Regions from separate parts of the Mus musculus genome. Here region 2 is linked to region 1. The links are chromatin contacts, called in public HiCAR-type maps. All regions are on one chromosome and are shown on one strand. Each heading gives the region's core, a stretch centred on a gene start, on an enhancer-like site or on the middle of the called end of the contact. The rest is flanking DNA. Distances are from core to core; before and after follow the strand shown.

Region 1 (6,995 bases), core at 4,188-6,687:
AGCTTGAGTCACTTGAGAAGAGGGTACTTTAATGGAGAATAAGCGAGCACCTACCAGATGCTCGTGAGGCATTTTCTTGATTAACGATTGATCTGAGAAAGGCTAAGCTCACTGTTGGTGGTGCCTCAATGGTTCTGTGGTCCTGGATGCTATCAGAAAGTAGGCCGAGCAAACCACGAGGAGCAATCCAGCACATAACATCCACCCATGGCTTCTGTCCCAGTTCCTGTCTCTAGCTTCCTTCCCTGGCTTTTTTCACAATGGACTGTGATGTAGAACTGTAAGCTGAAATCAACTCTTTGCTGCCTAAGTCATAATGGCATTTACCACAGCAACAGAAACCATAACTAAGACAAAACCTAACATCTATTGGCCTCACTTTGCCTCTTTGTAAAATGGGATGAATGAAAGACTGCCTACCCAGCTGCAGGAGGAGGTAGGGAGGTAAGACCCAGAAGTGATTGCTAAAGTTGGTGTGCAAATCAATATTAGCCCTTCAGTGTGTGGAGGTGGCTCCTGCTGCTGACATTGCTATGGGATGCTATGAGGGTGTGGACAGGCCTTTCATAGATCTGAGAGGCAGAGTCATCTTCCTCATGATACCTGCTAATGCTCCAAAGAGCACAGAGCCAGGAAGACAGGAGATCCTTTTTTGCTTACCATGTATCTGAATGAACAAATTCTAAACTGTGGTCTATCTCTAGGAGGCCACAACAAGAATTCTTCAGCCTAGTTCTTTTCCTTCAATCCAGCTAGATGGGCAAAATCTTCTAACCCTCGCCCCCTGTCCATATTCCACTAAAAGGAAACATAGGACTGAGGAGACAGCTCAACGGGTAAGGTTACTGCCATGCAAATGTAAGGACCCAGGTTCAAGTCCCCAGAACACACGCAAAGCCAGGCATGGTGGTGTGAACCTAGAATTCTGATGCTCCCAGGTGAGATGAGAGGCAGAACCGGAGGATCTCTGGAAGCCTGTGGGATGGCTTGCCTGGTGGACACAGCCATGAAGGAAGGAAACGAGAGGCTGCCTCAAACGAGAATGGTAAGGGTAGACCCCTGAAGTCTTCTGACCTCTACACATGTGCTATGGCATGCATACATTTGCATGTGTGTACACGTACATGTGGCATCCAGGGCATGAGCATCTAACTTGTAGGGAGACTATGGAGACCCGTGGTACTAGCGTATGCGGAAGTGATGTTGATGTGAGACAGGAGGATATCTGAGATGGGAAAGAGCTTTGCTGAACATCTAGTGCATGCAAACACTGTGTGAGCCACTACATTGCAGGTTCTCTTCCTGATCCTCTGGGGAGACTCTCATCTTGATTACATGCAAGAGGCCCTGATTTGCAGTTTGGCTAGGGCAAGATCACACAGTGTGAGGAATTCGTTCTGTTTGTGAACCGAGGTTAACCATAAAAGTAACTTACAGCTAGCTGCCTGTGTCACAGATTCTAAAAGGCTGACGGACAAATTAGAACTTCATGGCTGTGGAGAGTTGGAAAGTGACCGGTCCATTACCTTAGGCCATCTTTAGCCCCTTAGAAGTCACTCATAACCCGCTTTTGTGTTTGACCTAATATCCCCATGATATCAGGCAGACCCTCTGGAATATGTTAACAGATTGACACCAACCTGAGAGATCTGGATGTCAGCAGGTGCTACCAGAGACCCAGAAAGGAAATCTTTCCCTGTGTTTCTGTAACCCACCATCCTGGTGTTCATAACTTGATTCACGACTTCCTTTTGTATGGAATTGTAGAGGTCTGATGGAGTTGTTTCTGTGCTGAGGCACAAGAGACTGCGTTCCTCACCTGTGATCACTGATATTTGGGTTACAATGAGCATCTCTTATTCTTTTAAAGGTGGGAGCTGTGCTTGGTGTCAACTGGTCTCAGGGTTCGAAAGTATTTTCTTCCATCCTGGTGGGGGCACCGGGCATCTGAGACACAGTAGGCAGGCGGTGATGCTTAATCTTGACGGCCAACTTGGTAGGATTTAGAATCACAATGGAAAAAAAAATTCTGGCCGTGATGGTGAGGGATTCGCTACATTAGTTTGTTGAGGTGGGAACACGCATCCTGACTATGGCAGCCCTGTGGTGTGGGCTGAGCGCCGACTGAGTCAGGAGGTAAAGGCAGCTGAACCCCAGCGTTTACCACTCTTAGCTTCCTGACTGTGGGTGCCACGTGACCAGGCACCTCCTGTACCCACACGGGACTTCCCTGCTGTGCCCTGGAAATGTTAGCCCAAGTAAAGCACCCTTCTTTGTGTTGCTTTTACCAGGTACTCTGTGACAGCAGTGAGACAGGTAACAGATACAGATGAATACTCGAAAACTATTAAAAGGGAGAAAAACCCACAAAATTTGTTTTCTGATATATACAATGGTGCTACCAAGAGTCATTTATGTCCCATTTATGCCTAATTACCATATAGCGCAGTAATTATTATGATTAACTAGCTGACAGATGAGTTGGCTGAACATTTCATTTGATCTAGGAAGCACAGCACATATGGGTTCCATCTCCATCAATCCTCCCCCTGCGGCATGGTCATTTGTTCATAATTTTGGTAAGTGACAGCAACACTGGTCAGCAGTTTCAGACTACCATGTCCGGAAGAGACCCAGAACATGGAAATCACACGGTCTCTGCTCTGGTGTCAACACAGGAAAAATCCACTGATTTTCCAATTGTTGCTGCCTCTGTTCATGAGAATCATTAAGAAGAACGGGGACACTTGGAGGCAATGCAAAATCAAGGTGGGCTGCATCCTGAGTCTCACACGCGCTATTGTCTCGACAGCAAGAAAACACTCGTGAGAAACCGGATCCTTCTGCAGCAAAAAGGCGCTGCTTATATACACCTTAGTGTGGTGTGTCCACACCTGATTGGCTGCTCTCCCAGAGCCTCATCACCACGCCCCGGGATGGGCAGTGACTTGGCACGAATTTACTCTTGCACCTGCGCACATTACTTGTTTACCAGTTAGGCACAGCGGAGGCTCATGATGGCAATTGCTCATGGCTCTCCACACCTGAGGAATAACACTCAAGCTTGAACTCTGACCTCCACATGCACACATACACACATGCATGCACAGGACAGGTACATACCACATATGCACTATGCATGCACCACTTATGAATGCAGACACACACACACACACACACATACACACACACACACACACACACACACACACACACACACACACACAGACTTGCACAATGCAAAGGATGAGTGGATGAGCCAGGTGTGTTCCTCATGCCTGTGATCCCAGAACTACTCAGGAGGGTGAGTCAGAGGCTTTCAAGTCAAGGACCTGCCTGCTCTGGGCCGTCTAAAACTACAGAAGGAACGGGAGAGAGGTGTTTAGGATGCGGTACCTGAGATCCTGGAGCCTTGCGATGGTGGCTGCACTCGTCAGCCTGGGCAGCTGCAGACTGTCTTAAGGATGTGAGTGTGGTCTGATGCTTTCTTTACCCCATTTGCATTTATTGTGAAGAAATAGAAGAACCTTGCTTTCTCTGCCCATCCTGTCCAGTTAAAAACAGAGCGGAGGGGTTTCATCTACCTGTTTGCTTGGGCTAATAAATGATTTCCAAATGCCAAGTAAGTGGAAGGTACTTACACACACACACACACACACACACACATACACACACACATCTACAAAGACTAATTGCAACTGCCTATGTTGTGCTATTTCGGGTGTGCTAGCCCTCATTTATTATGCTGTATTTGTGTAATTGCAGCACTCTAGTGGCAGATTAGGATTTCAAAATACAATCCCAGTCACCATCAGAAGAAATGGGGAACCAGGTGAAGAATGAACTCAAAGCAATTAGAAAGTCTTGTAAATTAGTTTTCCCAAGGGATGTTGCCTGCACCCAGACCACGAGATGATCTGCCTCTGGGCTAGTGTCCATGTGTGTGAGTTTGTGCTTACTTGTGTGTGTGTGTGTGCATACTTCTGGGTCTGGTGTCTGGTGTGTGAATAAATGCTTTCTTGCTTGGGGTTGGCCATCTTCCTACTGGATGCAGAGTTTTCTGTTTGCTATCAGTGGACTCAGTGTTCAGAGGTTCTTGGCCACAGACTGTATCTGATGACCCGTGCCCCGCCCCTCACACCTTTCTCTCCTTTATCCATCCTTGAATAAGAGACCTGAAAACTCAAAGTGTCTTATTTCTCTGCTGGGCAGCTTGCCAGCTCACCTTGCTTGGGGACATTGTTACTTTTGCTTGATCTATATTCTTATAAAACTACCAAAATATTTTCTTTCAGTCCTGCAAAAGCTAAGGTAAGATTTTGTTGTTGTGTTATTTTGTTTTCTTTCTTTCCCATTTTGGCTTGGGGTACAGTCAAGGTATAGTATACAACACCAAATCTTGATACCTTAAGGCCATTTGAGCATCTCATTTAGAGACAGACTTCCCCCCTCCCCAGAAATTTCCCTTGGGCTATCTCATGTAAAAGCTAATTTGAAGAGCATATTTTGGCATATTAATGAAAATATTTGAGTGGATGTTTTCCAGACTAAGAAGTAGGAGTTTAGGGGAAAGGGAGGGGATAGTTTAAATTATAATTTTTGTTTTTATTGACCAATTTTCCCAATATTACTCCTTCCTTTGAGTGAAAGCCCCATTAATCCCTCCCCATACCCTGGTTCGGAGGCAACCAGTCTTGTATCTCAGACTGGCCCAAAACTTGCTATGTAGCTGAGGGTGAACTTGAACAGCTGATCCTTTGCCTCTAATCCATGAGTTCTGGGATTTTAGGTGTGAACAACCAAGCCAGATGTATGCAGGTCAGGCTACAAAACTCAGGGCTTCCTGAATGCTAGGCAAGGGCTCTGCCAACTGAGCTACAGCTGGAGCCTCTGCTCAGCTCTTCAGAACACGTGTTTATGATTCACCATTGGCCTACTGGTTCTGCTCTGTCTGGGAGTGGCTTCTTCGGAGATGAGGGGGAAGGATGGAGCAGTTGGGGGGAGGGCTCAGTTTCTGTTCGTTGTTTGTTTTTTGAGACAAGATCTTGTTACCATGTAGCCCAGGCTGATTCTCCTGTTTCAGCCTCCAGGGGCAGGCATTCGGGTGTGAATCATGGGCTCTGCCTCCTGTACCTTTACATGTGTAGTTACAGCTTCAGATGTCTAAGTCCAGGAGCCTTCAGGCTGGCCTGTGCCTCTAACACTCCGCATTTCTTTTGGTGTGACATCAAGAGGAAGTTGGAAATGTCATCTTTAGCTATCTTATATCCTGGTAGCTTTAAGATTTCCTTTGTGTGACTTTATAGTTCTCAAAATATTTTTAAGGGTCAGGGGAGGAAGCACTTTCAAGAAATGAGATGGGAGAGGGAATGTCTTTGTGTTGGCCTGGAGATCAGTGGCTGATAACAACACGGAAAATAGTTTGATTTCCTCCCTCTCTTTCTCCCTCCCCGTCCCCACCTGGGGCCTAGAGATTGAGCCTCATATACTAGACAAAGCTCTGCCCTCAGTACTTTGTAATTTTGTAAATAAATAATAAGGAATAGAAGATTTAAAGCCCAGATTGATCCCTGTAGCTTCTTTTTTGCTGATCTGAGACCTTTTTTTTTATTGGCAATCCACTTTCTATAACCCATTCTGGCCCCCGCGGTTTTTTCTTTGGCTCTGATCTCTCTTGCTGAACTTTCAGCGGAGGATCTCCTATCTACAGCTCTTTCTTCATCTTCGATGCTGACGAGTCCCCTGTCTGGAGCAACCACACATACTGGAATGAATTAGCCATCGAGAAAGGCGGAGATGGAAGCGTGGGGTGGAACCCAGTGAAGTGAGATTATTTTTCCCTCCCACTCGCTCTCCAGCAGTGGATGTTTTCCGGTTATCTCTGCTTTGACTCTAGCTGTTTGATCCTCAAAGTCGAAGAATGGCTTCCGCACAGTTTTATAGTACTAGAGATGCCAGCTGCAGCCATAAACTCCTCCAGTTCAGCCGTATCTGCTTGCCATATCCTGAAAATATATTTGGCTGTATTTTCTCCCTGCACACCTATATGTTGTGCCCTCCAGGGACAGTCCTCCTGTGCACTGTTCTCTTTCCCTTCCTGTTAAGCCCACCATGCATATACAGCTTCCTCAAGAGCATGCTGGCTTTTTATTTCTTCTGCAGTTCAGGAAGGGGCACAGGTGTCGCTTACCAGTGCTCTGCAAAGCCATCCTCCGCCCCATCCCCCTTCTAGAGCTACAGTTAGATCAACAGGAGAGAAAGGTTATTGATGACAGAAAACTTCTGCTCTCAGAACCTTTTTCCCTGAAGCATTCTGGCCACTGTGGGGGCAGGAGTGAAGAGCCTCTTTAAAGAGACATCTGTGCCCCTCCCCCACCCCCACCCCGCACCTTTGGACTGTGGGAAAAAAATGGAGCCCAAGAAAACTAGAATTTCCTTAAGAGTCTTATGCTAGGAAAAGGGAAAGGCTTGTCCTGGTGTCAGCCTGAGATGACAAGCTTGTCTCCTGGAAAGAGGTTCTGGAAGGTTCAGGCAACCATCTTATCACACTCCACCTTGTGGGAGAGACTAGAGCAGAGACAATAGTGGGTCAGTGAGGGAGCAGACACACCCTGACCAGAGATCTGGCTGTAATTATGCATAACACACACACACACACACACACACACACACACACACACGCTACCCTCCCCCACCCCCCTGTTCCTCGGAAGGTGGACTTGGTTAATCCCAGGACCTCTTTGTCCCTCTTCACATTTTGACCATACTGCGTTGGCCACTGTTCCCTGTGTTTCGCTATGACTTTTCTGTTTAATGAACCTACTGAGGATGGATAGCTGAGCGGAGCATCTCAGGGCTGCCAGGGCCTGGGCTCTGACCCTAATAACTCTGCTAACATTTAGAGAGGACGGGAAACAGCCCAGTGTCATTATACCTCATTTGACAGTGTGGCCCGACATCCTTGATAAAAACAAAGGACTTGGGATAGGACAAGT
Region 2 (7,667 bases), core at 3,020-5,519, 41 kb after region 1:
CTTAGTTGAACCCAGAGTTTATATATTGGCGAGTCTAGCTAGTCAGCTCATCCTGGGAATCCTATCTCGATCTCTGCAGTACTGGGATCACCGGAGGGCTGCCATGCCTGATGGGCATTTACAGAGGTACCGGGGATCTCACTCTCACTTAGCAAACACTTTACCCACTGAGCCATTTTCCCAGCCCCAGAATGTTCTATTTATAATCATTAAAAGTCAATTTTTGTTTGAAATATGAGCAGAGAAATCCTAAGCAAACTCTTGATACATTTCTTATATTAACATACCAGGGTCCTTCCCAACAAATCAAGAAACAGAAAACAAGCAGTGTCCATGCCCTTGCCTCTCTCGCAGGCTCCATGGACCCACTACTGCCAGGGTAATGACTAACTGGAGTTCTAACAGCAGGTGATGGTTAATCTTAGCTACCAGCTTGATTGGATTAGTGACTCCCTGGGAGGCTAATAAAGCATGCCCTTTAGTGTTTCTCTGAGGTTGTGTCTAGAGATGATTAAATCATGGGGACTCTGACCTAATGAATGGTTTACTCCATTCATGCCATGGATTTAAAGTCTGAGTGGATCAATGGGAGATGGGAGAACTGGGTAGGCGGGGCCTGTCTAGGTGGGCGGGGCCTGTCTAGGTGGGCGGGGCCTGGCCGGAGGCTGAGGTCCTTGGAAGTTGTATCCTTGGTGGTCTATCTCACTCTGGTTTCTTCCTATTATTGATCACCTTCTGCTTGCCATGATAGGACCTACTTCCCTGCAAACCAAATCTTTGCTTTCTTAGTTTATGGAGAAGAGAAAACTGACTTACACAGAGATACCATTGATTACCTCTGCCTGGTTTTGAACATAATCTCCACAATTGCCTCTCCTATGGACCTTTTGATCAACAGAGTCATGTTGAGACTCAATGGTATGATTTTTTTCTGTGTTTGATTTTATTTTCATTGCTATTACTAGCTACTTCGTGGTATGATGATACAAACATTTATACATTCATCTTCAATGATAAGAATTTAGTTTATTTCTAATTTGGGCATTTTATGGATCATACTTCTGTCATTTAGTGTGTGTGTGTGTGTGTGTGTGTGTGTGCATATGTGTATGTTTGTGAGTGTATCTATATGTGTGTGAGTGTGTATATATGTGTAAGTAAGTGTTTGTTAGTGTGAGTACATTTGTGTGTGAGTGTGTGTCTTAGTCAGGGTTTCTATTCCTGCACAAACATCATGACCAAGAAGCAGTTGGGGAGAAAAGGGTTTATTCAGCTTACACTTCCACATTGCTGTTCATTACCAAGGAAGTCAGGACTGGAACTCAAGCAGGGCAGAAAGCAGGAGCTGATGCAGAGGCCATGGAGGGGTGTTTCTTACTGGCTTGCCTACCCTGGCTTGCTCAGCCTGCTCTCTTATAGAACCCAAGACTACCAGCCCAGAGATGGTCCCACCCACAAGGGGCCTTTCCCCCTTGATCACTAATTGAGAAAATGCCTTACAGTTGGATCTCATGGAGGCATTTCCCCAACTGAAGCTCCTTTCTCTGTGATAACTCCAGTCTGTGTCAAGTTGACACAAAACTAGCCAGTAGAGTGTGTATATGTGAATGTGTGTGTTGTATGAGTGTGTATGAGAGTATGTGTGTTTGAGTATGTGTATGTGTGTGTTTTGAGTATGAACCAGTGTGTGTGTATGTGCTTTATGAGTGTGTGTTCATAAGTGTGTGTGTATGTATATGAGTGTGAGTTGTGTGTATGAGTGTGTATGTGTTGTATGAATAAATGAGTGTTATGTATGTTTGTTACTGTGTATATGTGTATGTGTGTGAGTGTGTGTACATGTATGTCTGTGTGTATTTGTGTATGTGAGTATGAATATGTATATGAGTGTGTATTGTATGAGTGTCTGTATGTGTGTATGAGTATGTGTTGTGTGTGAGTGTGTGTGAGCATGTGTATGTGTGTATTGTATATGTGTGAGTATGAATGTGTGTGTATTGTATGTGCATGAGTGTATATGTGAGTGTGTGTAAGTGTATATTAGTGTGTGTGTTTCAGCAGGAGTGGTGCCAGTTTCTGAGAGTGACCCTCTTGGAGTGTAGGGAATGAACTGGATAACTTTGGTACCACTAAGAAGTTGTCCAGCCAGTTAGTTATATTCTTTGGCTGATAAATGTTTTTCAAATACCGCTCCCCTGCCATGTGTGTATATGTGTTGGTGTGTATCTAGGCAGAGCCTCACTTCATAAGCTGACTAGCTAGATCTTGACACAGACCAGGAGGACCTCAAATTTATGGCACTCCTCATATGCACTGTGTGGAATCACCTGTCAATAAAAAGCTGTTGGCCTATTAGCTTAGGCAGGAAATTGGAGGTGGGAGCTCTGACAGAGAGAGGTTGAACTCTGGGATAGAGTCACCCTGAACGCTGAAGGAGAAGGTCACATGAAACTGAGGAGAGATAACTAAGCACACAGTGGGAATAGAATGGAATGGAATGGAATGGAATGGAATGGAATAGAATGGAAGAAACAGGCAAGGAAGTTATGAGCTGGCTGAGGAGCAAGGCAGAGCTTTTGGGCTAGGTGTTTATTCATGAAATATTAAGCATCAGAATCATTATTTTGGGAACTTGGTCCTGAATGGAAAAGCCCTCAGTGCCACTTCTCCTCAGGCTCAGACTCCTGAGGGCCACAATCACCAGCACAGATTTTCACTTTTATGTAGAGCTGTTACTAACTTCCCGCATCCAACAACATGTCATGTTCTTCTATCTAACCCAGTGGAGAAACCATGGCAGATTCTAAGCAACATGTTTGCCATTTTATTCCTTCTTCAGTGAAGACCTGTTGGGAGGGTACACACAAGGAAGTGACACAATCCAATTTATGTTTGCAAATGTCCAGGTGTGCATCCAGACGGAAATCTGGATGGACCAGAGTGAGGGAGAAGGGAACTTAGGGGACAGGTGTAGGAGCAGAACTCAGGCAGCTCCTGGTGGGTTCTTGGTGGCACAGCATTGGCAGGACTGAGGCAGAGGAAAGGTGGGAATGACGGCTGGTTCTCAGCCTCTGCTTGGGACCTGAGTGGGCGCTGCTGCATTGACTGAGATGCCGTGCTTAGGGTACTTACTGCAGGGGAAGAGTGGTATTTTTGTTTGAAACAATGTCAGCCATGCTTTCTACACGTGACATCTCAAGTGTCACCCAGGCAGAGACGTCTGGAGGTGTGTGGATTTGGGGCTCAGACCCAGAGCAGAAATAGGGTTGGTGGGGAACCCCAGGGAACTTACCTGATCTCACAAGGGAAAGTTGATTCCTATTTTATGCTCCTTTGTAGTCCACGTGGATTTGAGTCATGGCATAATTAAATCTTTTTTCACCTGTGTGTGTGTGTGATATGGTATCCTCTGCTATGTATGTGTGTGCTGTGTGTGTGTAAGACAGTGTGTACCACTGTACTGCTATGGTGCTCAAAAGACAGCACGGGATCAAGTCTTCACCTTCTACCTTGTTTACAGTGGGGTCTTTCCTGTCACCACAGCTGACTCCAGCCGAACTGGTCCGTATACTTTTGGCAATTCTCATGTTTCCGCTTCTGGCTTTTCTCATGGGGTGCCCTGGAGTTGGAGGCTGGTAAGCCCCTTTGTTTGGCTCTGTGTATGGGTTCTGGGTATCTGAAGACAGGAGTCAGGCTGTGCAGCAAGTGCTTTGCCCATGGAGTCATCTCTTCAGCTCCTTTTTGCTATTCTTAAACAAATCTGTCTCACTCAATTAGTCTGGGATATCATGGAGAATAAGGTAGCTGACAAAGTGCCTGTACATCGCATGACTCATTAGTTTTGTTAACCAGATGAATGGATTTCCTTTGAAAAGGAAAATATAGAACTTAAAAAAAAAAACAGCCTTTTGAGTCAAAACCTCCTATTCAAACAGATTTTCACAAAATGTTCTGCAGATTCCGGTAACAAGTCAATAGGATGAAGGAGGGCCGCTGCAAACAAATAGATCAAAGTCTGTTTCCAGGATGTCCCCCTTGCCTCCTGACAGTGAGCAATGGCTAACTCTGAGCTGGGTGCCTCCACACCAAAGGAACCCTCCTTTGGGAGCCTCCCACAGACGATCACTTCAGTGCACATCCTGGTCTGTGTCAGAGCAACAGGAGCTTGCAGATTTCCACTTTGAAGGAAATGAAAGGCAGACAAGGGAATTGGCTCCTCTCTCCAGCTTCCTGTTTCCCATGCCTCGCACATCCTCCAAAGTGAGATCTGTTTTGGAGTCAAGAGAAAGCATAGACTGCACAGGGCCAAGCTTCCTCCCACTGCCCACTGATGAGCAGATTTGAGGGAGGCCCAGGGACTGTAGTGTGAGTAGTGATAAGACAAAGTCACCCTCCACACTGTCACCCTCTATATTGTCACCCTCCATGCTGTCGCCCTCCAGGAAGTCACCCTCCACACCATCACAGGCACATTCTCTTAATCTTTTTTGGTGTTGTTTGTTTGTTTGTTTGTTTGTTTTTCAAGACAGGGTTTCTCTGTGTGGCCCTGGCTGTCTTGGAACTTGCTCTGCAAACCAGCGTGACCTTAAACTCAAGAGATTCTCGGGTCTGCCTCAGCCTCCGGAGTTCTGGGATTAAAGGTGCTGCACCACCACCACCTGGCACCTTATAATCTTTTAAGAACTGGACTCAGGAAAAAGGTAGGTCCTTTGCTGCCATATGGGAAAGAATTTCAGGACAAGCTGGTCCGAAGCAGAGATTTTGTTTTGTTTTGTTTTGTTTTGTTTTGTTTTGTTTTGTTTTGTTTTGTTTTACCATGGGAGTTAAGACAGTGAGAGAACTCAGAGGAAGACTAAGACAGACCCAAGTGTGGACATGGGGTTCTTAGGAGAGAGCTGGAGTTAAGTGTCTTAGGACGCCATGTTGCCCATTTTGGTGGGCACTCAAGTTACATCTCACAGGAATGCTAAGAAACCTTTTCTTACCTCCTTTTAAACAAATGTACTTAGAGGATGCCTGACAAGGTGACATAGAATGGGATTTTTAATCTGGTACTGTAAAACCAGGAGCCATTACAAAAGGGATTAGGAAATGTCCTCTTACTGTGAATGGGGTTCCCGTGAGAGTCCTAGGAAACTGTAGGTCAAGAGCTTGACTGCAGAGAAAGGCTTTGCAAATGGTAATTGTTCGCGAATCCTCAACACTCTAGAGACTTCAGGAGACTCTGGAGTGAGGCTTTCTTTCCCTACCCCCACACCCCTAAATTCCTGTCTTTCTATTCTTCCTCAAGAGGAAGGCACCATGCATGTGCATGAACTTAGGTACCAGCAAGCATGGGTTCCTTTCCTGGCATCTGTAGAAATATACTGTGGACCCCATTACAACACATGCAGAAGAGTAGATGAGAGTACCTAGTCTTGTTTGACCACTACCCTAAAGCTGTTACTATTTCCTTTCTATTTCAGTTTATAGTTTAACAGTTTGTAAACTTTATATAAGAAAACTTGCAAATAAATGAGAACATTGTATACCAAAGTTGACCCAAAATCAGTGCAAACCTTGAGAAGTTAGAGCTGGCATTAGGAACAGCAGCTGTGAACCTTCACATTAGATTTCATACTTTCAGTATCGCATACACTTTATGCATGCAACCATCTCCCAACCCCCCAAAATCTGTGACAAGCTTAGAACTAGAAAAGCAATTAATTTCATCTCCTCTTTCATAACTCCTGTCCATGACCTGCACCCGGTCCTCCCTCGTCCCCTGGTACTAGCCTGGTTGCCCTTTCTTCATGTCATGCTGTGACCAACAACTATTTACATGTATGTGCATATCATTGGGTAGATTCTGCATATGAAGAGAATGTGTAGCTTAGTTCATTCTGAGGCTGTGTGGCCTTGCTTAATATACATTCTAAATCCATCTATCTATCTTCTTGTACATTTTTAACTTTGTTCTTTAGAGTTGTATGTGTATAAATATGGCATATATAATATATAATATATACTATTTCAGTTCAATATATATGTGTGTATATATGTATATATATAATATTGTATATGGCATACATAGCATATAGTACATATGGCATATAGATGTATAACATATATTAGTATTTCTATTATTCATTCACTTGTTGAAGGAGAACTAAAAAGTTGGTTAAATTCTTTGCTAATAGTGACAAAAGCAGCAGCTAACAGGGGCTGAAAATATCTCAGTGGTAGGGTGTAAAGTTCTCTGGGTTTTCTCCCAGGAGTGAAATACTATTTCTAATGTTTTATTTTTTAAGAAACCTCCAGACTGATTTCACAGTGGCCATATTCGTTTTCACCCCACCAACAATGGGTGAGGCTCTGACTCTATCCACATTTCTTGTCAGATTCCTTGGTGACTGCCATTCTGACAAGGGTGAGGTGGCACCTCAATGTAGTATCAATTTGCATTTCCCTGATGGCTAGGAATATTGAACAGTTTTAAAATGGCTATTGGCCATTTGTGTTTGAAAATTCTCTATTCAGTTCGTTGCCCATTTGATGGTTGGCAGTTTTATTCACTTGGCATTTGATTTCTGAAATTCTTTGTACTTAATTTATAACAATTACGTGTTATTTCAATACACAATGTAAAATAGCTGGTTAACATCTAGCATTCAGGTTATGTTGTATAAGAGCTCCAAGTTCTGGTACATATCTCAGTTCCAACAAGCCACACAGCAAGTGCTCAGTGGCCCCCACAGTGACTGGGGCACACAGTAAAGCCAGCACAGCATCTAGTGATAGAGTTTTCCTGAACTTGGGGCATAGATTGTGCTCCTGAAGCAGGCTTAACGCTCATCTTCAATAATTAAATTATAATAATAATTAAAATTGTCATACTGGGGGCTGAAGAGATGGTTCTGCCATGAAGAGCCCTGGCTGCTCTTGCAGAAGACCCAGTTTTGATACCCAGAACCCATTAGGCAGCTCACAACCATTTGTAGCTCCAACTCTAGGGGATATCTTTTGGAAAGAGAGACAGAGACATAAGTGATTCCCCAGGTCCACCTTCCAGGTCACAAAGCAAAATTTAAATATAGAGAGTGAGGTTTAAGTCCATAAAGAGAGCTATTGATACATGCACTCAAACTGTCCAGGTCAAGGTGTGGTCATGTCCACTCCTGTCCCACCATGTCTGGCTTCCAGTCTCCCCAGCAAAGTGGTCTGATAGCTGTTAGCACTGAGTGACATCTCCTGGGAGACCAGTTCCCTCTCTGGCTGACATCAGGCTAGTCTTTCTCTTCTCTCAGCAGGAGATTTCTGGGGTGGCTCTAGCTCCTCAGTGGCCATTTCTTTAGTAGTCTGATGACCAAAAAGGATGGGCACAAGTGTCTCTTTATAGCACCTTGGTCTCAGCAAGCCCAGGTGTAATGGTGCTCCCTGGAGCTGTGATTTTCATATGACTTCTGTTGAACTTTCTGAAGCCCTAAATAGCTCTGTTCACATGCCTTTTCCTCCCTGAGGACCCGAGTCCTGCTTTCTCTTCCACTGTCCTCACAGTGTGGCTACCTCCTTCTGTCCCTTGGTTTCCATCCCATTGAAACCACGCTGGCCATGACTCATTCCTTCTGCTTTGTCTCCCTCCATATATTTAATGTCAGCTCTACAAGTGCCTTCCTTGCTTGACTTCT

The links. HiCAR-type assays count read pairs that join an accessible place to other places.
Region 2: a contact with region 1 is called in a HiCAR-type map of Th17 cells, with 3 times the contacts expected there. The contact joins the promoter of D330037F02Rik here to the enhancer-like site in region 1. A contact is called at or near these places in 1 of 39 promoter capture datasets (the C10 cell line) and 2 of 115 datasets of contacts at active chromatin or transcription factors (Th17 cells and heart atrium).

What each region holds. Positions count from the first base shown.
Region 1 is chr9:115,619,119-115,626,113 of GRCm38.p6, forward strand. No RefSeq gene overlaps it. Among named protein-coding and RNA genes, the nearest start is that of Gm39448, 36 kb to the right of the region's middle. Within about 2 kb of position 5,438, at least 88 of the 459 cell types and tissues checked have an H3K27ac peak or open chromatin away from gene starts, as enhancers often do. A contact at or near this core is called in Th17 cells, where this site is marked.
Region 2 is chr9:115,661,599-115,669,265 of GRCm38.p6, forward strand. D330037F02Rik (RIKEN cDNA D330037F02 gene) reads left to right here and starts at 4,270. Exons shown (of 7, transcript NR_166686.1): 1 at 4,270-4,700.